Linked DNA regions of Mus musculus: regions 1 and 3 are each linked to region 2. The links are chromatin contacts, called in public Hi-C maps. All regions are on one chromosome and are shown on one strand. The core of a region is the stretch at or near the end of the contact, and the rest is flanking DNA. Distances in the headings are between cores, read along the strand shown. Region 1 has its middle 30 kb from the start of Gm14061. Region 2 has its middle 160 kb from the start of Gm14062. Region 3 has its middle 27 kb from the start of Mir1952.

Region 1 (2,758 bases), core at 216-2,715, 520 kb before region 2:
TCCACTGCAGGATAGAAATACATAAATATAGAAACAACTCAGATACATTAATGAAATAGCAAGTATATGGAAATAGTTTCGGGATTTACTGTGTCAAAGAGTTCCTGAAGATGAAGGGGTTTGTGGTTCAACCAGTGACTCATTAGTCGTAATCTTGGTTTTTAACAAATGTGAGAGACTATGTTGGGAATTGAGGGGTGTCTAACAAAATGAGAGCCATGGAGTATTCTTCACATGAAGAGAGAAAGGGGCTGCTTCTCCTCTGAGGAGGTGTCCTTTACAAACTTAAGGTTATCAGGAAGTATAGATAATAATAGATACATTTCTAAACTACAGAATAAGCATCAATAAAATATAGTCCACATAGAGAGGAAAGGCTCTCCTGAAGAAGAAAACATACAAAGTTTAATGCAAATGGAACTGGAGTTGATTATTAGTTTTAATCAACACTGTACAGACAATATTTTTCTTTTCTCCCTTTTCTTTGGCTCTTAATTTTAACATTATAGTCTTGAATATTTATTAGACATAGCTAAATGTTTTCATTTACTCTGAAAAAAAATTTTCCCTTTCAGTAAAGACCCTATTTCTCTATTGAAAGAGATCCCAAAAGATCTTAACAGATCCAAGAGTTGAAAATAGTAGAAATCACATACTCTTATTATTGTTCAGTAAAAATAGAAATTACTAAAGAAAGTAATCAAATAAAATCTAATTATTTGGAAATTAATGCCTCTGTGCGCTTCTGAGTAATTGCTTGGTCACAATAGAGGACAATGCTTATAACTGAGAATATGCACAGAGTAATAATCAAGAGACCATTTATATGAGATAGTGAGGTACTGCATGCTTCCCTCGGTTTTGTGTTCAAACCTCTCATTACTGTTGCAAGAACATCTTTAAATGGACTAAATTTAGCAGTTTATTTACTTAAGCAGAGAGGAGATTCATGAATCAGGTAGCAAGCTGAACCAGGAAGTGACATGTAAAAATAGTTGGATGGAGAAAAGCGTTCTTTGGACACACTGAGCAGTCAGCAGGCTGTGATCAGCTGAGAGCCCAGCTGCTTGGTTTGCAGAGACTTGGCTACTTATTGCAAGAATATAGCAGTTCAGTTGCAGCTCATTTATACACTAGATTAGGTTGCAGCTTGCTCATATGGAGGCGGCTTTGTGCCAAATTTAACGGAACGTTGGTTTTGAAACTAAAAGAGAAAGAAGCATTGCACGTGGACTATCTAAAGGAGAAATGTGAAGGAAACTAAATGAATTTAAAGAAAACTAAAAAGAGCAATTAGTGAATTTGAAAACAGAACAAGAAAATTCATGCATTCTAGAGCCAGATAATTTATGTATGTCTAAGATGCAGTTATCTGAGATATTTTAGGATTGCTAAGAGGAACTGCTGCTAAACCCACACACAGTAGGTCTGAAGCTGCCTGTGCTCATTTAAAACCCAGTGGAAGCTACATAGCCTACCTGCTCCCCCAGGGTCATCTCAAGAATGGCAACAGTAACAGCACCTCCTACACAGGGATGACTTGTGGAAAGTCCTCCAGGCCAGAATGCTTTATAGATTGTAAGGACAGACTACAGAGAAACTGCAGTCCTTAAGAAAATAAAAGAAAAACACAAGCCAGTAGCATTTGACATAAAAAAAAAAAAAGAACATTGATAAAATAGACATGTGGAAAAATGTACAAGGTAACATATGTTAATAAAAAGGAAGTTTGCAGAAAATGAATAATTAGGGGAAAGGGAATCTGAACTAGCAAAACTGAACAGAAATCTTGTCAAATACATTAACTTACACTTTCAGGATCCAGAAACATATTTCATTATTTAATCTGTGTTGGCATAAAATAGAAAAATTCATCCAAATATTTTCTTTCCAATGAAGAAGAAAAAGAAATTTTATTTCAAAACCCAATGCAGATCAGTACTTGAGGCGAACACATCTCAAAAGAATGTCTCTGGTTGTAATTGAACTGTGTGATGTTAATAAGTATTCCTGCATATACCCATGCATAGACAATGTGTGTGTGCGCGCGCGCACGTGTGCGTGTGCGTGTGTGTGTGTGTGTGTGTGTGTGTGTGTGTGTGTATATGTGTGCGCGCGCGTGCGCGCTATTCACCCCAAAGTCCTGGGCCCCTGGAGCATTGGCTCTCCTCTTATGGCAGTATTCATACAGTGTCTTCCTTACCTGTTTGCTAGTCTGTAGCCCTACTTAACTCTATATTACTTAGGATAAGTCCTATGCCTCTCATTTTGTCTTTGTGGTAAACTCTGTATATTCTTGCCATTTAAGTGAAACTGTTTCAATAGCAGAATATTATGTTCTAATGACACTGGGACTCTACGCATTGCAAAAGTGCTAAGCAGAATTCCCGCCTATAAAATCATTCAATTTGAAAAATCAGTTGTTCTTTATAAGTACCTGATTATAGAAATATGGTTTTTTAAAACTATTGTTTTAATATTTGTTGCTCCATCATACCAATTCAGGAAAGACTCTTATTAACCAATTTCTCTTATGAACATACATACAAATAATAATAATAATAATAATAATAATAATAATAATAATAATAAAAGCAGGATCTGCCAGGATGGATCCTGTCTTTAAAAAAAAAAATGCAGGGACAAAAATGGAGCAGAGACTGAAGAAAAGGCCATTCAAAGACCGGCCTAACTAGGATCCATCCCATGCGCAGGCACTAAACACTGACACTATTACTGATGTTATATTGTGCTTGCA
Region 2 (2,700 bases), core at 186-2,685:
AGCAAGAAGCAAGAGAGAGGGAAAAGCAAGAGAGCGAAAAAGCAAGAGAGAGAGAAAACGAAAACCCCGTCCCTCTTAAGGAGCATTCTCCTTCGCCTCGGACGTGTCACTCCTTGATTGGCTGCAGCCCATCGGCCGAGTTGACGTCACGGGGAAGGCAGAGCACAAGTAGTCATAAGATACCCTTGGCACATGCGCAGATTATTTGTTTACCACTTAGAACACAGGATGTCAGCGCCATCTTGTAACGGCGAATGTGGGGGCGGCTCCCAACAGAAGAAGCCAAGCATGAGTGTGATTTTGAGTGAAACCTCAACCTCAGCTTGATCCGACAAGGTCTCTGTAGCATAACTTTCATGTCAGTTTGTGCGTCCCAAAGGCAAAGGGGACAGGCATTTGACGTTCTGCAATAATAGGGTATCACGTATGAGCTCCTGTGGGACCAGACTTTGGGCATCTGTAATGCCTATGGGTGAAGGAAGCAGCTTTTAGTAGCAAAAGATGCAGAACCTGGGAAATGGAAAAACAATGTCCAAAAGAAAGATATATGGACATCTTGATTGACCACTAGTTCATGCCCATGCTGTGGAAACCCCTTCAAGGGGCTATAATGAACTTATTCATGGATGTCTTCTCTAGCCCACTGTTGTTGGTAGGTCACCTATTACTGTACTCTCTTGTAGAAGTGACTCTTCTAGAATCTGTCACTTCTGGTGCATAACACTAATTGAAAGGCTAGCATTTCAGAGAAATATGTCAGAGATAATATTTAAAAGATGCCATTCTGTCAGGCTTGTCGCTGGAGTGTGACATGACTACAGGAGCCCTGTTAGAAGTAATGAGCCAAGAGGAGCTCAAGTCGCTTGGTTCATTCAGCAGAGCGAGGCTCAAGGATTGAGCTAATATTATTACTGACCATAAATGTTGTTAGGGGGATGGAGAGGATGTTAACGCCACTAAGCATTACAATCAAATCTCAATAATGACCAGCGAAGCAGCCTAATAAATTGTAGATTATGTGTGCCATGCATATTCATTCTGTCAGAAACCTCAACTTCCTGGCTGATAGAATTTCAAGGGCTTATGCTACAAGCACTGGGCTTAAAGCCACATGTAGGAAAAGAAAAAAGATGATGAAGGAAAATAATGCTGAGAATTCTGACAGAATTATCTAAGTCTAGTGCCTTAGCTACTTCGTGTCCCCTGACGCCCCCCCACCCCCGCCAATTTTCCACTAATGTATATAAGAAAATGATGTAAAGGTGCAGAATTACTGCGGAGTAAGAAACCACAGCTTTGAACGTGAGTGTTGTGAATGCAGAACATCCTCCCGAATCCGTCCTGAGAGGATGGTTTCTGGTTTAGACTGGCTTCCTCTGTTGCTCGTCATGCACCATGGAACAGCAGGTCTCCCAGTCTCGTTTCTCTGGCTGCCAAGCTTGCCAAGCACATTTTGGAAAAATGAGAAGTTCCTGTCACTAAGAAAGAGGATGCCATGTGTGTGCATTTGTTAAAAATAAATCTGCTTTCACCAAATCTCATCCAGGAAAATCTAAGGAAAACCCTTCAGAAGAAATACTCTCAGAGTATCAATGATTTCCATGTTCTGAGCATCTCCCAGAAGCCATAGTTTCTTTTGAATTGACCTCTGATTTCTGAGGATTTTTAGATCTCTTTAGAGAAGTCCATTTTAGAGGGTATTTCTCCTTTCCTCAGGGTTTAAGACACCAGGCGACAAACAGCATCTTCCAGACGCAATTTCTTCCTCACTGGCCTCCCTTTGCCCAAGAAGATGCTGCCCCCTGGCGGCAGACAGGGGAACATGTACACACGTCTACATTTCCAACCCATCTTATTCTCAGATGAAAACAAGCAAACAGCCCTTGAGGCTTTTCTTTGCTAATATTAATTTTTTGCATAATAATATGACGCCCACTCACCTGTTTCAACTCACAATTTTTATCCCCAGGAAAATACAGAGGAAATGATTTACAGTAGTCACTGTATGTGGGCAGCATCCCTTCCAATGTTCCTACTACCAGGAACAAGGCCCCAAGGTTCAAGCTTCACCATGATGGTTGACTCTTTAAACATAGCTTTATTTCCTTCCAGTATCAAGGTCTGGACTTAGAAGAGAGGAGGTCGTCACCTTCGTGCCCTCACAGCAGTCTCCCACAGAAGCTAGCACAACCTAAAAGGACCCTTGTCTCTGTGAGCAAACTCAAAACTCAAGTGGGTGGCAGAACGGGGATATTACTCTGTCAAGGATGAGTCCTCACCTTCCTAGCCTTATGTGTGAGCCCCTCAAATCCTAGGAATCTATTAACTGCCTGGATTCCTGTTGACGAGGCTGAAGCGTCTGTCACAGTGCTCAGCCTCTCATTCTTCCCTAGGTCTCACAGGGGCTCCCGTGGCAGCTCATTAGGCAGCTACTGGTCTATTGGTGGGGATAAGGATCCCAGCCGGCACCCCCGAATGTTCTGGAGTTAATTCGATTATAAAAACAAACAAACAAACAAACAAACAAACAAAAACCCAAAGCAAACCAAAAGAAACAAAAGGAAGGAAAGGAAAGGAGACTCAGGCAAACCTGATTCAGGACTTCATTATTTCCATTAAAAATACAGGTTAGAAGCAAAGATTATTATTTGAGTAACTCACATTCTGGTGTTTCAAAGTTTTCTGAGAACCTCACTAGAA
Region 3 (2,700 bases), core at 54-2,553, 760 kb before region 2:
AAGAAGAAGAAGAAGAAGAAGAAGAAGAAGAAGAAGAAGAAGAAGAAGAAGAAGAAGAAGAAAAGAAGAAGAAGAAGAAGAAAGAAAAGGAAAAGAAAGGAGGGATCAAGTTGGTGGAAGACATGGAAGAAAACTGGAAGTGGTCAGAGCTATCTCTGAGTTGAGCTAGAAATGGACAATGGCAACTCCCAGGAATTATGAGGGGGGGCTAGTTAAGCCACTCCTGCCTATAAGATATGCAGCAGTAAAAGATGGAGCAAAAAATTGAGGGAATAGAGACCCGGTGACTGGCCCAGATTGAGACTTACCCCATGGGAGGGAGTCCACCACTGAGACTATTAATGATACTCTGCTATACTTGCAGACAGGCACCTATCATAGCTGTCATCTGCATGGCTTTACCCCACAACTGATGGAAACATATGCTACACCCACAGCCTAACATTAGGCAGAGCTTGGACAATCCTGTGGAGAAGGGGGAGGAAGGATTAAAAGAGCCAGAGAGGTCAAGGACGCCATAAGAAACACTACAAAATCAACTAACATAGACCCATAGATGCCCACAGAGACTGAACTACCAACTAGAGAGCATGCATGGAAGAGACCAAAGCCTTCTGCACATGTGTAACAGTTGTGCAGCTCAGACTTCACTCCTAACGGTAAGAACAAGGGGCTGACACTGGCTCAGTTGCCTGCCTTTGGATTCCTTTCCCCTAACATAGGCAAAGTTGCACCAAGTCCTACTGCAACTTGATATGTCAAGGTAGGTTTATATCTATGTGAGGGCTCCCCTTTACTGAAGAGAAAAGGAGGATGGGGTTAATGAAGGAAGTGAAGGTGAGAGGGAGGAACTGGGAGGAAAGGAAGGATAGGAGGCTGCAAAACAGATATAAAGTAAATACATTAATTAATTAAGAAAACTTTTTACCCATGGATTTTCACCTAAGATAGCATTGGTTTTACATCTCCACATTTAATTAATCCCCTTTCTGAAATCTTTTCTTTATCTTAGTTACAATTCTTATGAGAGCCTGCATCTCATGCCCCCTTTTAACATGGGCATTTTAATATCTGTTTTCAATCAAATTGTCAGTCTCATAAGATTAAGACACGTTTTTCCTAAGGAGACGCAGTAGTTTATTTTATGGTGAGCATATTGTATATGGAATGTCTCATATATTGAATTAAATAAAGAATTTAATAAAGGAAACAAAAAGGCCTAAATGCATTTAGTAGCAGAACATTCACTTGGGTGGACAGAGCAGGTGGAGAGATACACAAATATATTCAAAGCAGAGCTACTGAGGAACACAGTGTACCAGATTAGTTGGCGTGATTTGCTGCCTGGGTGGTAGGTTCAGAGACAAGACCGCCCAGCAATCTGGAGGTAAATTTGGCAAAGAAAGCTGCCCGGAAGCTCTTGGCCTCTCTCACAGCACGCTACTTTGCTGTTACCAAACTCACTCTGATTTTGTTGTTTGACTCTATGCATCAGGTGACAGCATTTCTAACAGGTGTCCTCGTGCTGATATAGAATTGACAAATGGTGGAAAAATAGCAGGCATTTGCTCTGATCCTGATGATAGGGCTGATTTAAGCCCTGGCAGGCTTTTTTTTTTTTTTTTTTTTTTGAGAACCACCTGGCAGTACATTTCAACACACCCACACACAACATTCAGTTAGCATTTAAAGGACTTCCATAAATCACCAGGTTCTCTCAACGGCTACAGAGACAGCTGAATTTTTCTTGGCCATGATGGAACTGTTCATGCCATCTTCTCCCCAACCTTGTCAACAATGCAGAGAGAGTGGCTCCAAACAAAGTAACAGTTTGTGGTTCTATTCTTAAACATTTCTCTGCCATTTGGGGCCATATAAAGGTGTTTGCCACAGTGTTTTAATCATGGTAGAAATTTAGGAGAAATCTACCATTTAGCAGATATGTCAAGCAAGAAATCATTTCTCAGGATGGCCTGCAGACACTCATAATAATAGTGTGCTACCGGTCATATCACCTATGATAATTTGTTTTATCCAAATAGGAATTCTGAATTTACTCAGAGGCATTATGAGACTGTAAATGATTGTAGGAAATAATTGTATGGTTTTTCACATCTAAATAATGATTGTATAATGGAAAGAAAATGATAAAAGAAGGGCATTTGGGAAAGAGATGTTCAAGTTCTATAGTTGGCCTTGACAAAAAGATATATTTAGAAATTCGGAGTGTGTGGGGGGTACATCCTGAGTGTCATACCAGCTGAGATACCCACAATAACTGGCTCCAGTATTATCATGACTTGAAGCCTTAGTTGGTTGTGTGGTATAAATCCTTCTGTTGCAGCCATTTTTAAGCCCCTTCTCCCTGAGTATGAGCTCAAGTAGAGATGTAAGTCTGTCATTGAAGACACTAAGAGTTGAATCAACCCTAGTTCATTACTGGATTTAGACTACCCATTCATCACCTCCTGGAGACAATGGTTGCTACCCAGAAGTGGTTCAGAAGGAACAGTTATCAATAGCCCTGTTCAATAACATAAGACAAAGTCACCAAAGCTAGTAGAAATAGTAGAAAAATGTGCAGTGCCTTATCAAACCTGTTCATGTTCTTTGTGTCCACTTCCTGACATCCATCTCTTATGTAAACTTGAATCTAAGGTCTACACCATTGCCAGACTTTTGGAAAAGAAATAGCCAAGT

The links. Hi-C and Micro-C count contacts between places; a contact is called where the count stands out from the background.
Region 1: a contact with region 2 is called in a Hi-C map of forebrain, with 5 times the contacts expected there. The contact joins two enhancer-like sites. A contact is called at or near these places in 2 of 484 Hi-C or Micro-C datasets (cortical neurons and forebrain) and 1 of 115 datasets of contacts at active chromatin or transcription factors (bone marrow-derived dendritic cells).
Region 3: a Hi-C map of ventral hippocampal neurons shows a contact between it and region 2, with 1.9 times the contacts expected there. The contact joins two enhancer-like sites.

Annotation. Positions count from the first base shown.
Region 1 is chr2:138,550,063-138,552,820 of GRCm38.p6, reverse strand. No RefSeq gene overlaps it. Among named protein-coding and RNA genes, the nearest start is that of Gm14061, 30 kb to the left of the region's middle. Within about 2 kb of position 1,465, at least 21 of the 459 cell types and tissues checked have an H3K27ac peak or open chromatin away from gene starts, as enhancers often do. A contact at or near this core is called in cortical neurons and forebrain, where this site is marked.
Region 2 is chr2:138,032,661-138,035,360 of GRCm38.p6, reverse strand. No RefSeq gene overlaps it. Among named protein-coding and RNA genes, the nearest start is that of Gm14062, 160 kb to the right of the region's middle. Within about 2 kb of position 1,435, at least 24 of the 459 cell types and tissues checked have an H3K27ac peak or open chromatin away from gene starts, as enhancers often do. A contact at or near this core is called in cortical neurons, forebrain and ventral hippocampal neurons, where this site is marked.
Region 3 is chr2:138,791,929-138,794,628 of GRCm38.p6, reverse strand. No RefSeq gene overlaps it. Among named protein-coding and RNA genes, the nearest start is that of Mir1952, 27 kb to the left of the region's middle. Within about 2 kb of position 1,303, at least 12 of the 459 cell types and tissues checked have an H3K27ac peak or open chromatin away from gene starts, as enhancers often do. A contact at or near this core is called in ventral hippocampal neurons, where this site is marked.